5 separate regions of the Mus musculus genome follow, and all the other regions are linked to region 1. A link is a contact called in public Hi-C and promoter capture Hi-C data. All regions are on one chromosome and are shown on one strand. Each heading gives the region's core, a stretch centred on a gene start, on an enhancer-like site or on the middle of the called end of the contact. The rest is flanking DNA. Distances are from core to core; before and after follow the strand shown.

Region 1 (4,464 bases), core at 235-2,734:
TTTGTTTTTGTTTTAAGTTTTGTCTGTTTACTGTAAATTTAGAAGAGGTAAGTGAATAAGGTGTGTTGCTTTTTTTCTTTTTTTTTTTTTTACCTTCTCCAGTCATATAATTTTAGCTCAAGATCTCAATGCAGACCTTTTACAAAGAACCAGCCTCCCACCACAAAGGGATTTCCTTCAGCTGAACTACAAGAAAAAACATCTCCCAGGATCCGGCCCTGTCTGTTTTCTGTTGTCACACCTCACCACATTGCTCCAAACCGATGGTTCCTTTCCGTTGCTCCCATTCTTAACCTTGCCCATTGCAGACCTTCAGTTCTTAACTTTGGTGAACTAGAAGGGTTTGGATGATTTCTGAGTTACGCTAATAATTTTCATTGGGCTAACCACAGATTACGTTTTGAAACGTGTATCCCAGAAACATAATCAAATGTCAAGTCCTTAAAGGGAAGACTAGAGATGGATACTCACAGTTCCAAGAGGAAGCATTTTCATAACGGCCATTCTTAACTAGGTTCCATAACCATGAGCTTGAGCGGTGTGGCAAGATGGTCTGTAAGCTCGGGCATAGTGCAGTGATTAGATGGAGCTGCCTTCTCTAGATTCTAATCCATGTGATCTTTTAAGTCCTGTATCAGCACTCGGGGTCTACGTTTCAAGGTGATAAATATCATTTTTGCTCCCTAATTTAAAAAAAAATTAAAAGCCAGATTGCCTTAAATCAATGACTCCATCACCACTGTGTGTAGTGGCTCTGGGAGCTCCTCTTGGAGACACCGCGAGAATTTCTACTTATGACATCGGGCTCTGAGCGCTGCTTCTGACCCTCCTCGAACGCTCGGCGCAGGGGCACGTCACAGAGCGGCACCGGGACAGTCCGTGTCCACGCGCGGTGAGTGCGCGCCTCACAATCCCCGCCTCTGGGGGTACGAGGGATGCGGTGGCGGAGACGCCAGGGTCCCCAGCAAGCAGGACCACCTCTCGGCACCTGAGCCGGGGAGGGAAGGTCCCAGCCGCCACACCAGCCAGGGACCGTGCAGAGAGGAACCTCTTGACTCCGCGGTGCACCAGCCCCGCGCGCGCACGGCCCGCGGGGGAACCCGGGCTCCGGCACCGGAAGCGGCGGCCGCCGGAGCGGCCCCAGAGCCTCCCGAAGCCGAGGGAAACGAGGCCGTGGAGCCCAGGCCGGAAAAGCGGAACGTCCCGCAGAGCCGCGGGGAGGTTCTCCCGTCTCGGCCCGGCTAGGGTCGCCTTGGCCGACTCGCGGCCCTTCGCGGCTGGCGCACTCACCTCCTCCGCTGCCCGGGCTGCTCCACAGGCGGCTGTCACTGCAATCCACGAACTGCCCCGCGCCGGGTTGCGATGCTATTTAAGGAGTCGCGGCCGCAGCTGCTCTCTTGGCTGCGCCACCGGCGTTGCAGCAGCAGCAGCAGGGCCGGGCGGCTGGTAGTGCGCGTGCCGTGCCACGCCGCCCCGCCCCGTCCGCAGGCTCCTCCCCGCCCCATCTCTTAGCGCGCCCACTCCCCCTCGCCAGCTCCTCCCCTCCTGTCGCACAGGTCGAGGCTGTCCCGCCCCATCACACCCACCGCTCCTCTCAGGTCCCGCCCCATCGGCGCCATTCCCGCCTCCCAAGCCCCGCCCTATCTGGGCTGATCCAAGCCCCTCAGACCCGCGGTGCCTCTCAGGCCACGCCCACCAGCTCCAGTCCTTCCCCTCCGGCCGCGCCTCCTCGGTCTTTTGCCCCGCCCCTTAAGGCCCAGTCCTCCTTCAGGTCCCGCCCAGTCCTGCTGACTCCGCCTCTCCCTCCAAAGCCGCAAGGTGGGCGTGGCCTCCCTCAGGTCCATGAGCATGGCTGTCAGCAAGCAAAAGCCACTAAGGTCACCCAAACTGCCCTCTAGTTTCACAACGAATCTGAGGTAGGGCAAAGGGTAAATCTGGAAGTCTCCTGAACCCTGATAATGTGATGCTATGGAATGTTGCAGGTGCCCTTTAGCTCTTCCATCCTTAACATTCTTCCACAGCTGACACCTTGGCATAGCCTCTCTGCTTGCTTCTCTGCTTGGAGGGACCACGGTAGCTGAAGAAGTCCCATCTTTCTTTAGCACAGATATACACGAACCCCTTTAATCCAGTTTCACCACGGTCCCCACACCAAGTTTCGCCACAGTCCTTGGCTAGGAATACAGGACTTCCGCAATATCCTGGCCATGAGGCATCTCTGGACAACCCAGGCCCCTGTGTGGTTCAAGTGAAAAGCAGACTTAGTCGTTGCTCAAGGACGGTGTCCACCTGCCAAGTTTTAAAGGCTTGTCTGCCCTGCTCAGCCTTGGCTCTGTAGACTTGACAAATCCCTTGGGAAAACCTTTTAAGGGCTACCAACGGCCAATGCAAGGCCAGTAGGATGGCTCACTGGGTTAAAGCCCATGCCTGTCACAAAGCCTGAAGTGCAATTCTCAATCCTCAGGACTGTGAGTTACCATGTGCGCATGTAACCCTTCTTCAAACGTCATTTTAAAAAATCTTAAAGATACCCCAAAGCTTTAAGATAATCTTTTAAAAGGTTAAATACTAGAGCCATCACTGTTGCTCAGTGTCCAGAACTGGTCAGTGTGGTTAAGGTAAGATGTAGATCATGCTAACATTTTGAATGGGAAAAAAAAAAGGTCAATATAATTGTTGCCAGGTTCACCTCATGCTATTGCATGAAGACAGTCATCCAGGTACAGGAGGGTTTGCTCCCAGCATTAGATGGAAGTCTTTCTAATATTGCCTTAAATTTGAGGGACAATTATTGCCAGAACACCTCTAATAACATATCATTTACTAGGTGACACTGTTAATCAACTATAATGTCCATAACCCTATGAGGTGGTACCACCTTTGGTCCTCTTCTGTAGAACAGGAAACTGAAGGGCAGAGTCAGGTATAAGAAAGGGCATGGCCGCCGGGCAGTGGTGGCGCACGCCTTTAATCCCAGCACTTGGAGGCAGAGGCAGGCAGATTTCTGAGTTTGAGGCCAACCTGGTCTACAGAGTGAGTTCCAGGACAGCCAGGGCTACACAGAGAAGCCCTGTCTCGGGGGAAAGAAAAGGGGGTGGGGGGGACCATTCTTAGAATTCAAGATCATCTGCTTCTAAACCATGGCCTTTATAACCACAGAGGCCTCCCCTACCCTCTTGGGAGATGATTCATTCCCTCTAGTCACAAGTATACTCAAGCTGACTCATCAAGGAATAAGGACTTTTCCTGGGTGTCTCTGGCCTTCCTCCTGTGGAGTCTGAGGCTCCTTGTCCAATGTTGGTGAGGCAATCCTCACACAAACAGCTGCCATATCAGCGCTGCTTAATCTAGGGGGGTCACAACCCCTTTGGGGAGGCGGGGGAGGGATTGAATGACCCTTTCTCAGGGGCCGCCTAAGACCATTGGAAAAACAGATATTTACAATTCATAGCAGTAGCAAAATTGTAGTTATGACACAGCAATGAAAATTTTATGGTTGGGGACCACCACAATATGAGGAGCTATATTAAAGCATGGCAGCATTAGGAAGGTTGAAAAACACTATAGCAACCGAGTCTTCTAGGTCCTTGAGATTACTATCTTCCAGGTCTATAAGACTTTATTGTCTATAAGGAGAAAGAGACTCCATTCATTTTCAGTTGACTACATCTTGGCTTCTTTGAGTCTCTCTTCACCTGCAATATTACTCATTTTTCTCCTCTCCTTTTTATTTTTTTGTTAACATAAATTCATTTATTGCAGGTTAGGTAAATCTTGAACAGTAATGCTCCTACTGGTCTTTGAGTTAGTCCCTTCAGTCTTCAGATGGCAGACCTGACTGAGACAGAAGATATATTGTAAAACCCAGGCCCCCTGCCAGCCACTGTTTACATGGACAAACCACGATGCCAGGTGCCAATGGCTTATCTTTTCACCTTGGTCTTGCCACAGAAGGAGCAAGTGTGTTTGGCATGCTTCCTCATTTTCAGGAGGAAGGCGCTATGGTGGGTCCCATATATCTCTGTGCATTTAGCCATGTCACTGGAAGCTAAGCCCATGCCTTATCTAATCTTCAGCCCAGGGCTACCTTAGGCATTTTCTAGGTTCTGTAGTACAATCCTTTTCTAGTACCATGCAACCACACACCAGAAATGAGGTGATTTCAAGAAAAGAAATATGTAGTCCCACTGTTTGGGTGACTTACAAGAGTGAGGTGTCAAGATTTGTTCCTGAGGTCTGCAAAGGAAAGGACTCTTCCAGGTCTCTCTTGGACTTGCAAACATCTGTCTTGGCCCCTTGCCTTTCTATGCCATACTCCCAGTGTCTCCTCCCCCAACCGTCCTTTCCAGTGTGTGGTCTAAATCTCTAAGGGGCACAGTCATATGCATGAGTGCCCAACCTAAGGCCCTAAATTTTAACTTGATAGTCTCCATTAAGATGTCATTCTCCAACACAGGAAGGGTT
Region 2 (4,289 bases), core at 234-2,733, 470 kb after region 1:
AAGAAGCCCTGTTCTAGGGAACAGCCTAAGATTGTGGACCACCACAATGAGCAGTGTGCCTTATTAAAGAATTATATTGGTTAGTGAAAATTAATGGGTGAGAATTTTGTGACTTGTTGGGAAAACTGTGACTATGATAAACTTGCTGTTCTTTAAAACCATACTGGTTCAGATATCTTCTGTTACAACTATTGAAAAAGAATCCTCATTAAAACGGGAAGCCAAATATTTAAATAAAACTTCCTTAGGAGCTAAGATTTACAGGAAGAAGCACAACATAGACTATTTTAAGCGACACGGTCTTCTGTGTCAAGTAAACTCTACATGTTATTTGATGTCTAACCAGCTGTTAATAGTTTCTTACCTCTATGTTTCACCTGCTACCATTAACTTTAACTACAGTCAGAAGTCAACAGGGTTCATGAAAAGGAATTCAAACTTTGCAGTTATTACATTGTCATGAATTTTACCAGTAATGCCATGTTTGTTTTAAAATCTCACCCTAAATTATTGTTTCTTTTGGTCTGCTTCTCAGACTTTACTGACTTCAAGGCTTTGAGTAGTAGTATCCTGGGAAGAGTCCTTTTGTTCCTCAGGCTTATCTGATGCTCTAATTTGGGTTCTGGGTTTTGATGAAGCCCTTCTCATGTCCTAGCGCAGGGGTTCATGCTGTCAGCAGATCACATCACTAACATTAAATCACTTGGCTGCTTTCTTCACGGTAATCTTTTGTTCTTTCCTTTCCGTATTCTTATTATTCCTAATAACCGGAGTGAGGGCCATCCCCTTGGCAAACTCCTTGTATTTACTAGCTATTGCCGGAACCAGGACGGGTTTCGGACCCTCAGGGGACGTGTGACAATGGGTGGCTTATTTCACAGGAATTGCCACCTTGCTCACAAAGGCAACACTGACTGATAGGTAATTCACTGGGTTTGGGAGAGCATCTCCTATGGTAAACCCTCCGTCACAGTCTCATCGACATGCCCTCTAACGCCCCACCGCTGCATCCCCTTCCAAAGCATCCTGCGGCGCGCGCGGCGGCGGAGGACGTGGGGCAGGAGGAAGCACCTTCGGACCAAGCTGGAGGTGGAGGACGCGGGGCCTGCGGGGGTGGATGGGTGTGGGCTACTTCTGCTTCCCTCTTTTCCGGGCTACGTGCGTGCTCTCAGTCACAAAGCCATGCACCGGCGATTGCGGCTTCTCCAGAGGGCTAAAAGGGCTTGACTCCACCCAGCAGTACGTGCCTAGCTCGGCTCGCATCATGGCCGCCGCCAAAGCGCAAAGGCCAGGCCTTCCACCCTCTTCGCCCACCACCTTCACTGCGCACGCGTGCTGCGGCCGCCTGGGCTTCGCTCCCAACAGGGCGGACCCAGGGGGAGGTCGGCCTGGCCAATCAGCTGGCAGGCCGCGCAGCAGGCTCCGCCCCCTCCTCTTTTGCTTGGGGTTCCAGGCTGCACATGTCAGTGTTTGGGTACGTGAGGCCGCAGCGGGGCTGGGGACATCGCGCTGGGCAGAACCAGGCCGTGGGAACGCTCCCAGGCTGGGGAGCGGCGGGGAGGAGCCGCGGCCCTGCAGGTTCCCGAGAGCTTTAAATTCTCCCGAACTGGGGCAGTCCCTTGCATTCTTACCGGCCAGTGTTGCCTCTCTGAACTCCCGGGGACACTTGTCATCTGCTTTAGGTGGGCGATGCTGTTGCTTAGTTGCAACTTGGAGGTGAGACTCTCGCCCCTTTAAGTCCTGCAGGCTAGATCTCCCAGAGGTCTGTGTGTCTTAGGAGCTCTAACAAACGTGACAGTGACAAACTGCTGGGTTACCAAGTCAAACCTTGTCAGATCTTGTTTTCTTTTTTTTTCCGTGGAGGGGTGGATTTTCAGCTCAGAGGGCTCGAGCGGGACAGGACAGTGACAAGCTGTTCTTTTCCTGCAGGAGGATGACCTTAAGAGTTTGCTGGAGACAGGAGCATCAGTGAACGCACCTCCGGATCCCCAGGAGCAGTCGCCTGCTCACCTAGCTGCAGGTGGCGGCCTTGCGTGCTTTCTTCTCTGGCAGCTGCAAACAGGTGCTGACCTCAACCAACAGGTAACTAGGTAACCGATTGTTGCTATGTACAACCCTCTCCTCCACCCAGTGTCTGCACGGACATTTCCTAGATGTCCGTTTCAGTTGGTATAAACAGGCATATAGGAATTTCCAGGAGAAAAATACATACTGCAAGATGGTAACTTGGAACTTTTTAGTATCCACATTAATAAAACAAAAACAAGCCATGGGATTTCTTTTAATAATCTAATCCCAAATACTCTTTCAGTATGTAATTATATCAGCAATGATTTATGTGTATTTTATTTTGCTCTTGTACCACGGTTCCCAATTCAGTGTGTATTTTACTTTTATGGCATAGCTCAGTGAAGTCGAACCACATTTCAAATATATATATATAGCATGTATTTACTGTACTTTTAAAAGTACTTGCTATTGTCCAAGTTCCAGTCAACCAGGAAATAGTATGTGGGAAACATGCCCACCATCAATTCTTCCAGTAGTCTTCATCTTCATTAGAGTGTGACGAAGTTTTTAATTGTAAACCTTTGGCTTCTATAGAACTCTATAGTGTGCTGGCATTCCCTTAATTTTTTAATGTGTGCAAATATGATGGCATGTTTTTATTAATGGAAACTTTGTATTAGCACAGCAAGAGAACTTCATGAAAAATACAATTAGTGGAATAATCCAGTTGTTACAAGGTAGTTTTCACTGGCTCCCTCAAATAGCTGGTATTACTTTGCCCACTGGCTTCTACAGAATGTTAGGGAGACCCTAATGTGCAGTCTTGTCTTACAGGATGTCTTGGGAGAAACTCCACTCCACAAGGCAGCAAAGGTTGGAAGCCTGGACTGCCTGAGCCTCCTTGTGGCCAGTGATGTCCAGATTGGGTGAGTCTGAAATCAGTGGTCTGAGGCTTTGTGGTTTCTTGGATTAAATTAACCATACTCCTAATTATATATGATCTTAAAAATAATACTCGCCTAACTGGTAATATAATGTTATCCTTCCAGGAATTGAATATTATCAAATAGAGTAAGTGGAAACAGATGTTCGGCATCCAGAGGTGCAAGTCTTCATGGCATTCTACTACAGTTTTGGCTCAGGAAGACTTTTCCTATAGAAGTTCTCACTGGCTATCTACTGAACCATATAGTTAAATACAGTGAATTTGAACACCAAATATTCTTGTAGTTAGATTCTTTCAATAGTGAAATATGATAATGGAATAAAAATACGATAGACTGTCCATGATATGCGGTGTGCTAGTCACTGAGCATACAGTGAACAGAATTTAATTTCCTTGATCTTTCTTTGGCCCAATTCCGGTGTGATGTGTATGTATGTTCTCGAGAGTGTGAGACCTCTTTTATCCTGTTCCCTGTGTTGATATGTATTCCAATTTCCTCTACTAGAAAAATAATAAACAATAATTTTCACTTAACTCAATTTTTGTCTAATTTCAGCGTATGCAATAAGAATGGGCAGACAGCTGAAGATCTTGCTTGGTCATATGGCTTTCCAGAATGTGCCAGGTTTCTAACAATGATTAAATGTATGCAGACGGCAAGATCATCAGGTGAGCAACAGGAGCGTGACCCCCGTGCTCCTGTGCTGAGACAGAAGCGGAGTTTCAGGACTGTGGAGAGTGGAGTGATGAAGAGAAAGTGTTGGTGAGTGCCTCATGGTGTGGCCTGCTTTCTCCTTAGGATTGGCTCTCCTGGCAGACTTGATTGTTGCACTTAATGTTGGCACTCTGATCTAAGGTCCAGTATATTTTTGTTTTTTAAAATTTTATCATTGGTTATAGTTACTGCTGACCAGCTTCTAGAGACCAAAAGTTTGTCCTGTATGGTGGGAATTTGGGGACGAGACCTTCTTTTAAAAGTTTTTTAAGGTTGTGTGTTTGTGTGTACACACATTCATGTGCCTGTGTGTGTGGAGGCCAGGAGAGGACCTGGGACCCCTTGGAGCTGGGAGGCCAGGCCAGGCATTTGTAGTCTGTCTGTCTGTCTTGTTGCTTGGGAGCTGGGATACAAGCTCCGGTCCTCATGATTATGGAGCAAGCGCTCCTACCACTGGGCCATTTCTCAGGTCCCCTTAGAAATATTTTTAGTCTCAACATGTTTGTTTGTTTGTTTTTTTTTTCTCTCCAAAACAGATGTCTTGTTGGGCAAGAGGAAAGAAGAGGCTTGAAGAAGAGCTTCACTTCAGACAGATCTACAAGCCATTGCTTTGGCTCA
Region 3 (4,939 bases), core at 1,212-3,711, 320 kb after region 1:
AGATGGGGTCCCAGTGCCAAGATGGGAAGTGGATATGAGCTCCCACTCACAAAGGAAAATTAGTTTTCTCCAACAGAGTCTCACTGGGTGTGTAAAACCACATTTAAGGGCAGGCCTCATACCCACCGTAGATGATACAAAATGAACTCAATGGCATTTTTGGAATTTTCTTTTTTTGTTGTTTTTTTGTTTGTTGGTTGTTGTTGTTTTTGTTTTTGTTTTGTCATACAATGCTTTGTCTGGAGATTTAAAAAAAAACTGTACAGATCTTTTGTTTATATGTTATGGTTTCTGATTTTTTTTAATGGATTTTGCTTTTTCTTTGGCTCTTTTTCCTGTTTGTTTTGTGTTATTCTGGTTTATTTGATCTTAACATATCTTATTATTATTTCAAATTCCCATTTATATTTTAAAGAGAAGAAAGAATGAAAGAAAGAGATGGTGTGGATTTGGGTGGGTCAGGAAGTGGGGAAGAACTGGGAGAAGCTGGGGGAAGGGAACTGTAGTCAGAATATATTGTATAAAAACTATTTTCGATAAAAAATATAATTTTTATTTTGTATATGTGGTACATGCATGCATATTTGTGTGCATGTATGTGTGTGAGTACACTGGCCCACATTGAGGCCAGAGGTCAACAGTGATGCCGTTTTCTTTCTCCACATTACTATTACTATTATTGTCATCATCTTTGTCGTCGTCGTTGTCATCATCATCATCATCATCATCATCATCATCATCATCGAGACAGGGTCTCAATGATGCTGCAGCTTCCCATTGGAGCTAACCTGGCTGGCCAGTGAGTTATCTAGGGATAACTGCCTGTCTCTATCCTCTGAAAGCTCCGTCTTTTACAGAGTGTATGCACCCAACAAAGATGGTGGGAATGTAAACTCAGGCCCTCAGGCTTGTACAGAGTTCTCATGCACAGCCTGGGCCTCTTCCTGCCGCAGCTTCTGAGGACGGACGGGGATTGGAGGTGTGGATTATGACACCGGCTTGAGGAGGCTTGTCATGCTTCTGGAGGCGTCCTTGTGTTCTCAGTTGTTAACACCACGTGGTTAGGATCTATAAGTGACATGTTTTGTTATTATCCCCTGTACCTAACAGGAGTTGAAGGCTGCTCAAGTGTTTGCTGATGGTAATTAGGAAAGTTAGGTTTCTTTATGGTCACTTAAGTGTGTGCTTTTCCTTAACAATTAATCTCATACCTAGTGGGTAGCTTAGATATGTTCAGATTTTGGATTTTTTTTTTTTATCAGTAGGAACAACTACTGATTAAAAGTAGCTTTCATCCCAGAGAGAAATTCTATCTCAACAGTCCAGTGGTATTTTTACGACATACAGAAGCCTTTCAGATCAAGGTTGATCCCAGTGTCTGGAGAATAGCTGTCTGGGTCCTATAGGGACAGTTCTTAGCACAGTTCTTTGCTGAGAGGGCTGTCCTAGTGTCATGTTCCTAGTCTAAAGTGTAGCTTGGAATTCTGCTAGACCACTTAGCCTGTTTGGATTTGAGCATTCACTAGGTACAGGCGCTGGACCCTAGCACTCGACGCAAGGCAGGCAATGGCAGGAGAAATGAGAATGGGAATGGAGTCATTTGATATCGAAAGGCTTATTGCTCCAGGCAGTTGAGACTGTATCCTCTTGTGGAAGAGAGGGGCACAGCTGACATTCTGGGAAATAGATCTCATTGAATTCCTTTCTACCTTCTCTGTCTCACACTCTGGAGTTTTCTCTTTTTGGTAGATACAATTTACTAGCTACTTAAAAAAAAAGGCTTATTGTAAGTTGGAAATTTTATAATAGTGTATGTTTATAGGGGACACACTGTGGGCTATTATGCTAATATGATAAACAAATTAACCTCCATCGACTGAAATACTTAATGTTTTTCTATTTGATTTATACCATGTTAAAGTGAGTAAGTAATTAATGGGAGTTGGAGGGCCAGCACAGCAGGATCCACGGGAGTTGCGTGTAGTAGCATACGGGGAACAGAAGACCATAGCTGTTTAAGGAAAGTGGGAGACTGTGAAGTTAATCAGACAGAAAAGTTTAGAAAGTCTGTCAAATCAAATCAACAAGCATTTCTACTTTCTGATCTTGTTAGTTTTTTGTTTGTTTGCTTTTTTTTTCTTTTTTGGGGTTTTTTGTTTTGTTTTGGTGGTTGTTTTGTTTTTGCCTGCCCAGTTGCTGAGTGCCAGCGCCAAGTATGCTCTCGGGGGATGGAGTTTGATGAGAACAAGGGGCAGTAAGTACAAACGACAGGTTTAGGTCTGAAAGTTTCCAGCTTCCTAGCGAAGAGTTGGGAGCCTTGCAACAGTAGCATTGAGAGCTTGAATTACTCTCTCTAAAGTGCGTGGCACTGTGACATTGGGGAGGATCCAGAGATAAACAAGAGTAGCCCCTGTGCAGTCCTCTCAGGCTGAGTGACATTGACTGGAGAGAAAGGCAGATGTCTAGAGACAGTAAGAACATTCACACAGCCATCCCCTGCTCTAGTTGGCTTGGATCAGGCTGCTAGGATTCCTAAATGGGTTCTTTGACTAATACAAATGTTCTTTGAGTGAAACAAACTTAATTTAGTTACTTGGGAGGAAGAGGAAAGAAACAGGAATTAGAGAGACTATACATAGCCTCTTTGTGGCTTTCCTTTATTATTCTAATGTGATAAACAATCCTAGATAATTTGACAACAGATAATGACATAATATATTTAACCTCTCTTTTAAGAATATTTGTTCACTTTTCAACTAAGGGAGTTTTGAGTCATGGTGACCAGTAGGAAAAAAATGTCTTTTTAAAAAATGTCTATTAAATCATTGGATTGATAATTGGTTCACAGCATACCAATTAAAAACGTTTAAATCAGAATCCTGCCTAAATGTTTGTGGTATCAGGGATGCTGCATTTTAAATTCATGCTGTACATAATTTCAGGTATAATTTTTTATAGGTCATGCAGTCACATGATTCATAAAAAGGAATGGAAGGATAAACAGTGGACATAGGGAACATAGGGAAGCTGGTTTTTTGTTTGTTTGTTTTTTATAAAGGCAGGCACCAGTGTAGTTGCTATCCATTCTAGATATATTTTAACTATAAACTAATAAAAATACTCATTCAAGAAGCTTTTGATAACTCTCATTTCATAGTCTATACACAGTGATTGCACATGCAGAAAAATTATATTTTCTGGTCTCTTGTTAGGAAGGAAGACTTCTTTAAGGCTGTGAAATACATAATAAAGTTACATATGAATAATGATAACTTCAAAGTAGAGTGATATAAACAAGGAACATAAAAAGAAATGCCAATCAAAACTGGCAAACATATCTTAGGAAATGAGGAAGCTGTATTTGAATTCAGCAGTGCAGTCCAAAGGGAGCAATATACATTTTCATCACTTGTTAAAAAGATGCTGAAAACTGCTTCAGAGACAGAGCATTGGACCTTTTGAGATTTGAGTTGTTGGTGAATATATCAGATGAGTCAGTCACAGGAGCCAAGATTGGAAAGATAATCTTGGCCTCGTAGATGTCCTTAAAAGAGAGTAGAACTGAAGTTTAGTCTGTAGGCCCAGTAGCTTTCGACATTTTTTGAGTGTAAGAGTGATAACATCAGAGGTAGGCTATAGAAATGCCTAATAGAATGTGACTAGGCCAGAGTGATCGATAACATTGTGAAGAGGGTTAATGAGTGGCTGAGGCCTCAAGTCCCAGTGCTCCAGAGGCCTAAGCAGATGATCTGGAAGCCGAAGCCAGCCTTGGTCACACAGTGACCAGCCTGAGCTATAGAATGAGTTCTGGTCCAGGAAAGAGAAAATAGTCAAGGTTTTATTTGGCTTTATTTGCACTAGTTACATGGCAGGTGGAACTGAGAAGATTTTTCAAGCGTTCTGTTGTGCCGGTCCCTTTAACCCATACTCAGTACCAAACAACCCCCAGAGTCTCTCTGCCCTGGTTAGTTTTGTCGTCAGTGTGACACACCTGGACAAAAGGAATTCAATTGAAGATTTGCCTTAGCCAGACTTGCCTGTGGGCATGTCTGGGGCATTTTCTTGATGGCTAATTGATATAGGAGGGTCCAGTCTGTGGGCAGTGTCCTCCCTGGGCTGTTGGGCCAGGGCTGTGTGAGAAAGGCACTTGACCCCAACATTTGAAATGCAAATAAATAAAATATCCAATAAGAAGGAAAGAAAGGAAAGAGTAAGGAAAGCAGGCAGGCAGGCAGGCAGGCAGTTGACTATGAGTCTGAAAAGAGCCAGTAAACAGCATCCTTTCATGGTCTCTACTTCAGGTCCTGCCTCAGCTTCCCTACAGCCTATGAACCCAGTAAGCCCTTTCCTTCCCTCTAGTTGGTTTTGGTTAGTGTTCTATCACAGAAACAAAAGGCAAACAGAACACCTACTGTTTACACTTCAGTGTGAAGGTTGAAGTCTTGAGATGTGGTTGTCCTACGTTGAACCTTCTTAATTCCGGTCATTCCTGTGTTTATTTCCAACTCTAGAATCTTAAGCAGCTTTTTGTCTGAGTAGTACACAGTGATGTCACCTTGGCAATTGTTGTTGCTAGCTTAAAAATGCTGTAGGGTTCATTTCTAACCCATATCACACTGGGGTAGGCAGTGTCCTAGATTTTCTTCAAAAAAAAAAAAAAAAAAAAAAAAAAAAACCCTGTATGTTTTCAATTGTACTGAAAAGGTGACTCAGCAAGTTTCCTGCAGAGGGTACAGGCTTCAGAAAATGAATAGTCTGCTGAAGGCTCTGAGCATTCAAACGACTGTATAGAAACCTGTTTGTTTGTTTGTTTTTAAACAGCAATTGGACTTTTAAAAGAAAAAAATTTGCAAACTCAACTAGCTTAGTGTTGATTGGTCAGATGCAGAGGGCAAGGGTTAATATTCTCTAGAGGCCTATATACCCTGAGTGCCATGTA
Region 4 (4,428 bases), core at 562-3,061, 310 kb after region 1:
AGAAGTTATTAATGGTTTGCTCAGAAACAGTAGTACATCTTGACTAACAGACATGTGACATCTTACTGAAGTGTATGCTTAGGTTTATTCAGAAGTAGGTTGGGTGAGATAGAAAAGCTTAAATAGTTCCAGTGCTCCAGTTGGGGGGAGGAGAGGGCGCTGGCGTGTGTTTGTAAACATGGTGCTGAGGTGGTGGATCCTTAAGGACTTGCTGGCCAGCCAGTCTTCTACTTGGTGAGTTCTAGGCCAAACAAGGCCATTTCTCAAAAGAGACGGTGAATGGCACCGGATGAAGGACACAGGAAATTGTACTGTGGTCTTCCACACTGATGCTGTCTCGTCTAATTAGTTTCTAGGGGTCCAAGAGCAGAACGGGAAGAGATTTGTCTAAAACTTTGCCTACGGGAGTCTCCTCACGAGACTGGCTAGCGTTGGACCCCTTATAGCGTGTGCTTATAAATCAACTACTAGTGAAGCCAAATTAAGAGGATCACCTGAGCTCTGGAGAAAGATGGAGAGAGGAGAGGATGGGGCGAGGAGGAGGTGGAGGTATAGCCACTCTTACCAGACTGGGCGCTCCAGAGGTCTTTCTTGTTCACCTTTATACATCCAGTGTCTAGAAAAAGACCTACAACAGTTGGGTTTATCCCACAAAGAGGTCTGGAGATTTAAGGCTCAGCCCAGGTTCTTACTCTGCCTCCTATGTAAACAGAATAAAACCATCATGTTTCCAGCGTATTTTGATAATGTCCCTCTCTCCGCTGGAGAGGTGGCCCACTGCCTAGTGTATGTCAAATTTCTGGTGTTTATAGTCAGAATTTCTATTGGGCAAGAGTGGCTGTACACACACAAACTTAAGTTCCAGGAAAACTTAGCGGACGATCTCCCTCATTAACGATTCTTTTGCCAAAATTTACATCAAGGTTGCTTCTAATTCAACTTACATTCGGGAATAGGCAAGAAAAATTGTAGCTTTATAGGATCGTTAAGATTATCTTACAACACACGGGAGAAGGATAAAAATCAAAGGATGGTTCATGAGACTCTAACAACCCTCTGGTGGATCGAGCCAGGTTGCTGTCAAAGCTACCTGGAAGTTACTTGGAGAGTGATGTTTTAGCTTATGCAGAACTAGCAGTAGAAATAACAGCGCTTTCCCAATACACCAGAAAGAATACTCGAATAACCTGTCATTAAAAACGGCATTTTGTACATTTGAGATAAGTCCTTATCTGTCGATATGGACACAATAGGGCACCAAATTAAGCATACAAAAATCTTGGCTCAAACTGAACACCTGGTTTTCAGGAGTCTGGGGCTTCTTCCAGGACCCCAGTCGGTTGCCTCTTCACACTCAGTGCCTCAGAGCTGTGGGTTCGGGTTCAAGCGCCCGGAGAGGGGCAGCCGTGGGCTCGGACCCCGACTCCACGCCTCCTCTCGCGTCCTGCGGGCCGGGCTATCGTTTTTTTTTTTTTTTTTTTTTTTTTAATAGCGGTTACCACGTCGCTCGCCCTGCGGGCTAGCGAGGCCGAGGTGGCGGCGCCTAGGGCTGAGGACAGCCTGTGTCCCCCCCACCGTGGAGGCTCGGCGGTACCCACCCCGGGTGCTCGCCTCCGTCGGGCACTGAACCGGGGAAACGGACCCCGAACGCAGGGGAGGGCCGTCTCGCCCGCTGGAGACCGACCGGATGCGGAAGCCCGAGCGCCGCTCACCTGCGAACTGTGGCCGCCACGGACTCTTGCGCCCCGCGGAGCGTTCGGGTTCTCGCTCGCTCTGCGCACGCGCAGCCACACCTCCACCGTTCTCCCTCCCCCGCGGTAGAAGCTAACGGAGACCGGCGCACGCCTGAGCGCGGGCGGAAGCTCCGGGGGTTGGACTCAGCGGAAGGGGAAAGGCGGGGCGAGCGCGGAGCCGAGTCTCTGCCGGCGAGGGTGAGGGCTGCGCTCCTGTCGTCCGTAGTTCCGGGAGACCCGGTCAAAGTGATCAGGCCGGCGCTGCAGGGGCGACAGCTTCTCGGCAGGACCTCGCGAGGTCTCGGAGGCTCATGGAAAGGAGGCCACCAAGGCCTCCCTGTTGTCCAGGGCATCACCTGCTCGCCTACCCACGACGCTGCGGTAGGTCTAGACGTCCGGGATGGTTTCCTAAAAAGACGCTGTAATCTTGTAATTCTGTAACAAGATGACAATAATAAAAATGGAGGACGACTGTGTGTTTTGTTCGATTTTATTTCAGCAAAACGCTGTTTACACGAACCAGTCCTGGTGGCGGATGCCATTGGTCTCAGCACTTGGGAGTAGAGGGAGAGGAATCCCTGTGTTCTACATAGTGACTTCCAGGCCAGCCAGGGCTATATCGTGAGGCCCGTGTCAAAGGAGGAAAAAATTTCAAATTCAAGCATAGTTAATATGCACCGGGGCAGGTAACCCATAAAGGATGGCCCTTCTGATGGTGAAGGTCCACTTTAAGCAATATAAAAAATGATCTCTATAGACGGTTGAGTGCCTTAATTTCTTGTTGACACATCTAAGGGTCAGGAATGGCAGTACACTCCTGATCTCTATCCTCTAATCACCAGAGTACACGAATATGTTACTTTATCTGGCACAAGAATTTAGCTGATGCAATTAAATTTACATTATCCAGGAGCTCATTGTGTAATCAGCCACTATAAATCCCTATAAAAGGGAGAGGCAAAAGCTTCCAAGCCAGTTAGTTGTAGGAGCTGGGACACAAAATAGTTGAGTGATGTGTGGAAGAGTCAATGAGCCAAAGAATGCATGCATCTCTGGAAGACTGAAAAGAGGGGAGAAGTGGCTTCTACCCCGAAAGAACTCAAATATGCCTGGATTTTAGATTTCTGACCTCCACAGCTCCCTAATCCAAATCAATGAGTTGTTTTATACATCTAACTTTGTAGTAATTTGTTACAGCCATAATAAGTTCTCAGCACTTAAATAAAGGTACTAAGGAAGCAAGCACAAACTTAACATTATATCCTAGGGACTACGAGTGTATTGTTTGTCAGAGCCATGACAGAATAGCTAACACAGTGAGGAAAGATGTGTTGACTCACATTTTGAGAGGGTTCAGTCCTTCATGGCACTACAGAGCAGCAGTTTGTGGAATTATAAGACTGGAGAATCTGGCCTACAGGAAGAGGCCAGGGCAAGGTATAATGCTAGAGATACCTCTAGTGACCTTCTTCCACCTAGGCGCCACCTCCTCCCTATCACCACCTGCTAATAATGCCAGCATATTATGAATCCATCAAGGGTCACTTCATTGATGAGATCAGAGCCCACATGATGTCTCTGGAAATGCCCTCCAGACACACCCAGAGGTGAGCTTCACTAAGTGTCTAGGTGTCTAATCGTGTGTGTGTGTGTGTGTGTGTGTGTGTGATCACAACCACAGCCATCAGACTCAAGAAAGGACTCTTATTTTGAACAATATATTTTATATTTTTGGGGTCCTGATTATTAACAAAGAGAAACTTTTTTTCTTCATTTTGTTGGCTCAAAGACAGTATTTCACTTAATTTTTAACTAATGAAAAAATATTCTGTCAGGGTAGATATAAAGTGTTTGAGTAGACATTTCTCCAAAGAAGATACAAATAGCCAACAACACAAGAAAACACAGGGACTTCACTAAAAATGATTTGAACGAAAATAACCTCTATATGCATGTATTTGAATACTTGGTCCTCAGTTGGTGGAACTGTTTGGGAAGGAGTAAGGTGTGCCTTGTTGGAAGTGTGGCACTAGGGGTGAGCTTTGGCAAAGATCTCAAAAGCCTTCTACTGCTCTGCCTCCTGCTTTTGGATTAAGAAGGGAGTTGTCATCTGTCCCTGCTGCCATGCCATGCCTTTGCACTGCTATCATGGACTCTGACCCTCTGAAACTGGGAACCCAACTAATTGCTCTATTTTATAAGTTGCCTTGGTCACGTTGCTTTGACACAGCAATAAAAAAGTCGCTTAAGACACTACCCATTAAGGAACTGCATATCAAAATCTGTGAAGGCCTTTGAGATGATCGTGTCTGGTAGGTAAATGTGCTTGCCAGATGACTAGAATTAGATCCCAGAACACAAGAAAACATTCAAGGCCACGGAGACAGCACAACTGGTACAAAGTAATTCCAAAGGCAACCTGACAACCTGAATAGAACTTCTAGATTCCACAGTGGAAGTAAAAAACTGGCTACAACCTCACAACTTTTCTATGACACACCTGTGCTCACAAAGTTACCCTAGAACCACAGCTTCACTGTGGTACTTTGCTCTGTACCTGCACACCAAGCATACAAAGTCAGACAATGAGGTTCATTTTAGCCCCACTTGGAGAGTTACCATTTTAGAAGTAGCTGTTGCAAAAACTAGAAATAGACAACAAGATGGATAAGACTCAAAGAAATTGGAAGCCTTT
Region 5 (4,831 bases), core at 1,758-4,257, 480 kb before region 1:
AAACAAACAAAAACAAACAAGGAAAACATCCGTTGCAGTTCCGGTTCCCCCGTCAATGGGATACCTTGTCCAATATCCTGCTTTCTTCCGGCAAAGACTACAGTATCTTCCAATGGTATCCCCGGTTGGTGACTGTGCTGGTTAGTTCTCTATCAGCTTGACACAAGCTGCCGTAGTCATCTAAGAGGAGAAAATCTCAACTGAGAAAATGCCTCCGTAAGACCTGGCTGTCCGCAAGCATGTTGGGTGTCCTTTGAATTAACAATGGATGGGGGACTAGACTGGTGGTCCTGGGTTCTATGAGCAAACCGGCTGAGCAAGCTATGAGGAGAAGTCAGTGAGCAGCGCCCCTCCACGGCCTCTGCATCAGCTCCTGCCTCCAGGTTCTTGCACAGTTTGAGAATCTGCCTTGGATTCCCTTAATGGACTCTATGACTCAGGACATCTAAGCCAAATAAACCCTTTCTTCCCCCAAGTGGCTTTTGGCTTTTTATGATGGTGTTTCATCACAGCAATAGAAACCCTAAGACAGTGACCAACCCTTGAGCACATGCCACCTTTTGCAACAGTACAACATACATACCATAATATTTAGTCTTTACTAAAGCTAAACAGATGGCCGCCAGCTCTCCTCCTACAGACCCACTTTTCTACCTTTATGGTTGAGATTCAACAAAAAGGCAATGATTGTTTTCAAACATCTTTTTTAAAAAAGATTTATTTATTGTTGATTGATTGATTGATTGATTGATTGATTATAGATACAGTATTCTGTCTGCATGTATGTCTGGATGGCAGAAGAGGGCATCAGATCCCAGTATAGATTATTATGAGTCCCATTTGGTTGCTGGGAATTGAACTCAGGACCTCTCTTGAAGAATAGCCAGTGCTCTTAACCTCTGAACCATCTCTCCAGCCCCTCAAAACTCTTAATATTGCCAAAGAATTAACCCCCAAATCAACCTGCTGGGGAAATCACCAGCTTTCCTTAACATTCTTGCATGCATTGAGCATGGTTGTCTTTAAAACTCTGTGTGATTCTGATGGATGTTTAGATGAAGTCCTTTATTGTGCGTGACGCGTTGTGAGGATGTGTCCCCTCCCCTTGGGGCTATCTCCCAAGCCTCTCCCTCTTTGGAGAAGACCTGTTGTTCCCTCAGCTATCCAAGCAGGCTTGTGCTTGATTTTTAGTCTCATTAGTCCCTCATCCAATCACAGGAGTTGGCTTCTGGGAAAGCCAGAGCTATAATAGGGCTCTTGTGAAAAACCAAGATGTAAAGTCTCTCCTGTCCCCTGTTCCCGTACTCTACCTAGACCTGCAGAATTTCCAGGTACCTGTGCTAACAAGCAAGCGAACAAGCGGAGGCCTTCCAGGTCCAGTTGGCCACACATTGCTACTTAATAGTATACTAGGGTTCCTGACCAAAGGGTGTTCAAGTACAAGTTACCAAAGAGGTGGGGGTCTAAAATAGAAATGTTAAACGGCAACAAGAGAATGGCCACCAGGTGGCGCCATAGTTCCAAAATACAATCTTAATCCCAGCTGTGAAATATCAAAAGGCTTATTGCAGTGATTCTCTTCCCATCTTAGGTTTGTATCGAGCTACTGTCTACAGCTTGCACTGCCACGGTCAGCCAAACCTCTCAAGTTTGTTCATATTACTAACTCAAAGGTAAATTCAGTGGAAATTCAAGGGATGCAGAAGTGGGGAGTGGGGGGTGTAGGGGAGTGTTTAAAGTGTTTTAAACAAAACCAGTGGAGTTAAAAAATGAGTATTTATCTCAGCAACAGAGAGTTTAAATATGTATTTAAAAGCCATTTAACATATGTTCAACATTTAGATGTTAAATATGTACATGCATGGAATATTCTAATATGTAAATAGAACAGAAAATAGATTTATTTATACAAAATTGTATGCTGTATATATTTAAATGTTTGTCTGTTTTCTTCTTTTCTTCTTCTGTCTTCATTGTATCTTTTTAAATTTTTAAAAAAAGATTTATTTATTTATTATATGTAAGTACACTGTAGCTATATTCAGACACTCCAGAAGAGGGCGTCAGATCTTGTTAGGATGGTTGTGAGCCACCATGTGGTTGCTGGGATTTGAACTCAGGACCTTTGGAAGAGGAGCATCAACACCGCCCCATCCCTGCCAAGGTGGGCTCTATTCCCATAACCATCAGCTGGAATCAGTCCTTCACCGTTAACTAGAGCGCAACCCGCCCCCTCCACGCCCCAGGAAGTGCAGCACTGGATAACAAGGAAGAGTGATGAGAAGATGTCAGAGAACACAGAACCATCTAGAACAACTGAGTTAAAACAACATCCATAAAAATTAGAACAACTTTCTGAAATGGAAAATATCTGCCCCCATAATGCCCAAGGCAAATTAATTATAGTTCAAATGAAAGCTGTTTCTTTCAGAAGTGTTTTATTTTCCAAAGTCAATACTGCAACGCTTTTAAAGTTAGAGAGAAATGCAAAATCCGTGGGCTTCAGCCTTTTGACCCACATCAATAACTGCCAGGAGACGCTGGAAGTATATTTAGAACTTTGAACATAACGTGGTGTATGGCATGAAATGTTTACGGGAAGCCAATATTATTGCTTGCATGAGAAAGCAAGGAGACATTATCAGGATTCCTAGAGCTAAGAAAATACTGTCCATACTTCCTTACCCACAAAAGCAGGACACAATTCTTACTAAACAAGACCAGAACAGTTTATGATCACAAGAAGTCATTAGCAATAATTTTAAGTGGACCATAAAAATAAAGACCAAGAATGTGATTTAAATAGTAAATGTACTATGCATAATAAAAAAGCACACACTGATGAAAATCGTATCTCAAATCCTTTATCCAAATAATTTTTTTATTGAAAGTGGATTTTTTTCCCTTCGTACATTTCGATTATGATCCTGAAATTTCACAAGATCCAGAAGTGAAAGTAGATTTTGACAGTAACTAAAACACTCCGGCTTGTTGTCTGAGGTCAGACGGGCCGGTCGGTCACTGGGGGTGAGAATTCTCATGGCAGCAGCTCAGCTACAGGAGTGGAAAGGAACTTCAAAACCATCTTTTCAGAGCTATGTTTCATAAGACACCTGCACATGGCTCTCAAAGTATTTCTTTACATCTTTCTTCCCTTACGCTGGAAGGGCGTAGCACAGCTGGAACTCACAGCCAAAACAGAAATCAGAAATGGAAGCGCTCCACCACACACATTGGCCTTAGCTGACCCACAGGACAGTGCCACCTACATCTTACAATGAAATTGCGTAGTTCAGTAGGTATTTACAAAGATATTTTTTCTGTCTTGTCATCAGAAAGCTTAACAGAAAGGGGCTTTCTGTAATGTAGAAATGTTTTCATAGTTTTAAGGGCTTATGACCACTGTGTCACGAGTATTTATTATAGCAAACAACTTCGTCTCACATTCACTTGTCGCTTTCATAGAACGTGGCTTGTCGTTCAAAACCTACACATAATGTGCAATACCCACTTAGGTCAGGGTGAACCCTATCTTCCTTTATGAGACCAAATAGATAATATGTAACATTCTGTGTTTGATATTGCCCCGAGGAATTCAAACCAGGACAGGGGATATGCAAATGGGCATTCCAATCCAACTTTATGTTTAAAGTTTTCAACTCTTTTTACCCCTTTGTGTCTTTGTGAGTGTGGTTCCTGGGATGTCCCCCATAAGTCGCAGTTTGAATACTTGGTCTCCAGTTAGTTATTCGGGGAGAATTAGGAGACATGGTTTTGTTACTGGGGCCTGGCCTAGAGATTTCAAAGACTCCTGCCATTGCCACCACAGGCTTTATTTATTTATTTATGAATATGCACATAGGCCTTCAGCTAGGCTTGTGACAAGCTCGTGACACAACCTGTTTATGCTATTCAATGTCTGCCATGGTTACCTCTCCTCGTTCCTTATGTCCAACTCCCTCCAAGTCCAGATGAGGAATTTTTTTTGCTCCTGACTCCTTCTGAGAGTTCCCCTCTCTTTGCCAGATATCCCACCTTCTAATCCTTCTTCGTCTCATTGGTCATCAGATATTTATTGACAGGCGATGCTTTTACTCAGTGCAGAAGAGATTCTCATTCCTACATACATGCTGGCAAAACACCAAATGCACATAAAACAAATTTAAAATAAAATGTATAAGGGAGCACAAAAAAGATCTTGGATACCCATAGCAGCCTTGGGCAAAAGATGCTGGAGGAATCACTGGATCCAGTTTCAAGGTATATTACAAAGCCATAGTAGGAAAAAAAAATACTTGGCATGCAGATAAATAGAACAGAATGGAGTACAAGTACAAGCCCATATGACTATAGCCACCTCACTCATGACTAAGGAGATAAAAATATACGCTGGAGAAGAAGACAACAAATACCGCTTGAAAACTGGATGTCAGTGGGCCAAAGAACAAAACTGGATCCCCTTCTTGTCGCCTGTATAAAAGTTAACTCCAAATGGAGCGGGAGCCGCATACAGAACTTCAAATCGATTAAAGAAAGCTGTGTAGACTGCGAGAACGTCTTTCCTAGCTAAACCCTTGACAGAAGACTAAAACAAAACAGACAGCAAACTCAGAGAACCCAAAGAGAGCTGGCAAAGCTAGCTCAGCAGGTAAGGGTGTCTGGCGACAAACCCAGCTGCTCGTGTGGGATCCTGTGGGATCACATTGGAGAGAGAGAACCGACTCTCAGTCTTACAAATCATCTTCTGATTTTCACATGGGTAACACAGAGCAAGCACCATTCGTTAATACTAAATATACAATAAAAGAATAAATAATTGTAAAAAAAAAAA

The links. Promoter capture Hi-C pulls out the DNA fragments that hold promoters and counts their contacts. Hi-C and Micro-C count contacts between places; a contact is called where the count stands out from the background. Capture Hi-C pulls out chosen DNA fragments and counts their contacts.
Region 2: a contact with region 1 is called in a promoter capture Hi-C map of liver. The contact joins the promoter of Ankrd37 here to the promoter of Acsl1 in region 1. A contact is called at or near these places in 5 of 39 promoter capture datasets (hematopoietic stem and progenitor cells, liver, pre-B cells and 1 more), 4 of 484 Hi-C or Micro-C datasets (CD4 T cells, Th1 cells, myocytes and 1 more), 2 of 115 datasets of contacts at active chromatin or transcription factors (effector CD8 T cells and pancreatic cancer cells) and 2 of 9 other capture datasets (adipose tissue and liver).
Region 3: a contact with region 1 is called in a Hi-C map of muscle stem cells, with 2.8 times the contacts expected there. The contact joins the enhancer-like site here to the promoter of Acsl1 in region 1. A contact is called at or near these places in 4 of 39 promoter capture datasets (the C10 cell line, embryonic stem cells, pre-B cells and 1 more), 19 of 484 Hi-C or Micro-C datasets (CD8 T cells, LSK cells, the MNK3 cell line and 13 more), 2 of 115 datasets of contacts at active chromatin or transcription factors (cardiomyocytes and microglia) and 1 of 9 other capture datasets (adipose tissue).
Region 4: a contact with region 1 is called in a promoter capture Hi-C map of hematopoietic stem and progenitor cells, with 4 times the contacts expected there. The contact joins the promoter of Cfap97 here to the promoter of Acsl1 in region 1. A contact is called at or near these places in 22 of 39 promoter capture datasets (the 3T3-L1 cell line, 3T3-L1-derived adipocytes, the C10 cell line and 14 more), 24 of 484 Hi-C or Micro-C datasets (CD4 T cells, CD8 T cells, LSK cells and 17 more), 6 of 115 datasets of contacts at active chromatin or transcription factors (cardiomyocytes, effector CD8 T cells, embryonic stem cells and 3 more) and 2 of 9 other capture datasets (adipose tissue and liver).
Region 5: a promoter capture Hi-C map of liver shows a contact between it and region 1, with 5 times the contacts expected there. The contact joins the enhancer-like site here to the promoter of Acsl1 in region 1. A contact is called at or near these places in 7 of 39 promoter capture datasets (the 3T3-L1 cell line, the C10 cell line, hippocampal neurons and 3 more), 2 of 484 Hi-C or Micro-C datasets (CD4 T cells and Th1 cells), 3 of 115 datasets of contacts at active chromatin or transcription factors (memory CD8 T cells, pancreatic cancer cells and regulatory T cell precursor) and 1 of 9 other capture datasets (liver).

What each region holds. Positions count from the first base shown.
Region 1 is chr8:46,468,057-46,472,520 of GRCm38.p6, reverse strand. Acsl1 (acyl-CoA synthetase long-chain family member 1) reads right to left here and starts at 1,484. Exons shown (of 21, transcript NM_007981.4): 1 at 1,291-1,484. It overlaps Gm31050 (a long non-coding RNA gene), which reads left to right and starts at 1,471. Exons shown (of 2, transcript XR_378936.3): 1 at 1,471-1,916; 2 at 2,022-2,530.
Region 2 is chr8:45,997,044-46,001,332 of GRCm38.p6, reverse strand. Ankrd37 (ankyrin repeat domain 37) reads left to right here and starts at 1,483. Exons shown (of 5, transcript NM_001039562.1): 1 at 1,483-1,716; 2 at 1,930-2,082; 3 at 2,845-2,936; 4 at 3,513-3,719; 5 at 4,208-4,289. The coding sequence starts at 1,690. The coding sequence ends at 4,208.
Region 3 is chr8:46,143,868-46,148,806 of GRCm38.p6, reverse strand. The region is part of intron 1 of Snx25 (sorting nexin 25); the gene reads left to right. Among named protein-coding and RNA genes, the nearest start is that of Snx25, 6.1 kb to the left of the region's middle. Within about 2 kb of position 2,461, at least 34 of the 459 cell types and tissues checked have an H3K27ac peak or open chromatin away from gene starts, as enhancers often do. A contact at or near this core is called in muscle stem cells, rod photoreceptor and stem cell-derived neural progenitor cells, where this site is marked.
Region 4 is chr8:46,161,034-46,165,461 of GRCm38.p6, reverse strand. Cfap97 (cilia and flagella associated protein 97) reads right to left here and starts at 1,811. Exons shown (of 5, transcript NM_025747.4): 1 at 1,713-1,811.
Region 5 is chr8:46,950,302-46,955,132 of GRCm38.p6, reverse strand. It overlaps a transcript of Enpp6 not described here. Among named protein-coding and RNA genes, the nearest start is that of Enpp6, 34 kb to the left of the region's middle. Within about 2 kb of position 3,007, at least 10 of the 459 cell types and tissues checked have an H3K27ac peak or open chromatin away from gene starts, as enhancers often do. A contact at or near this core is called in Th1 cells and liver, where this site is marked.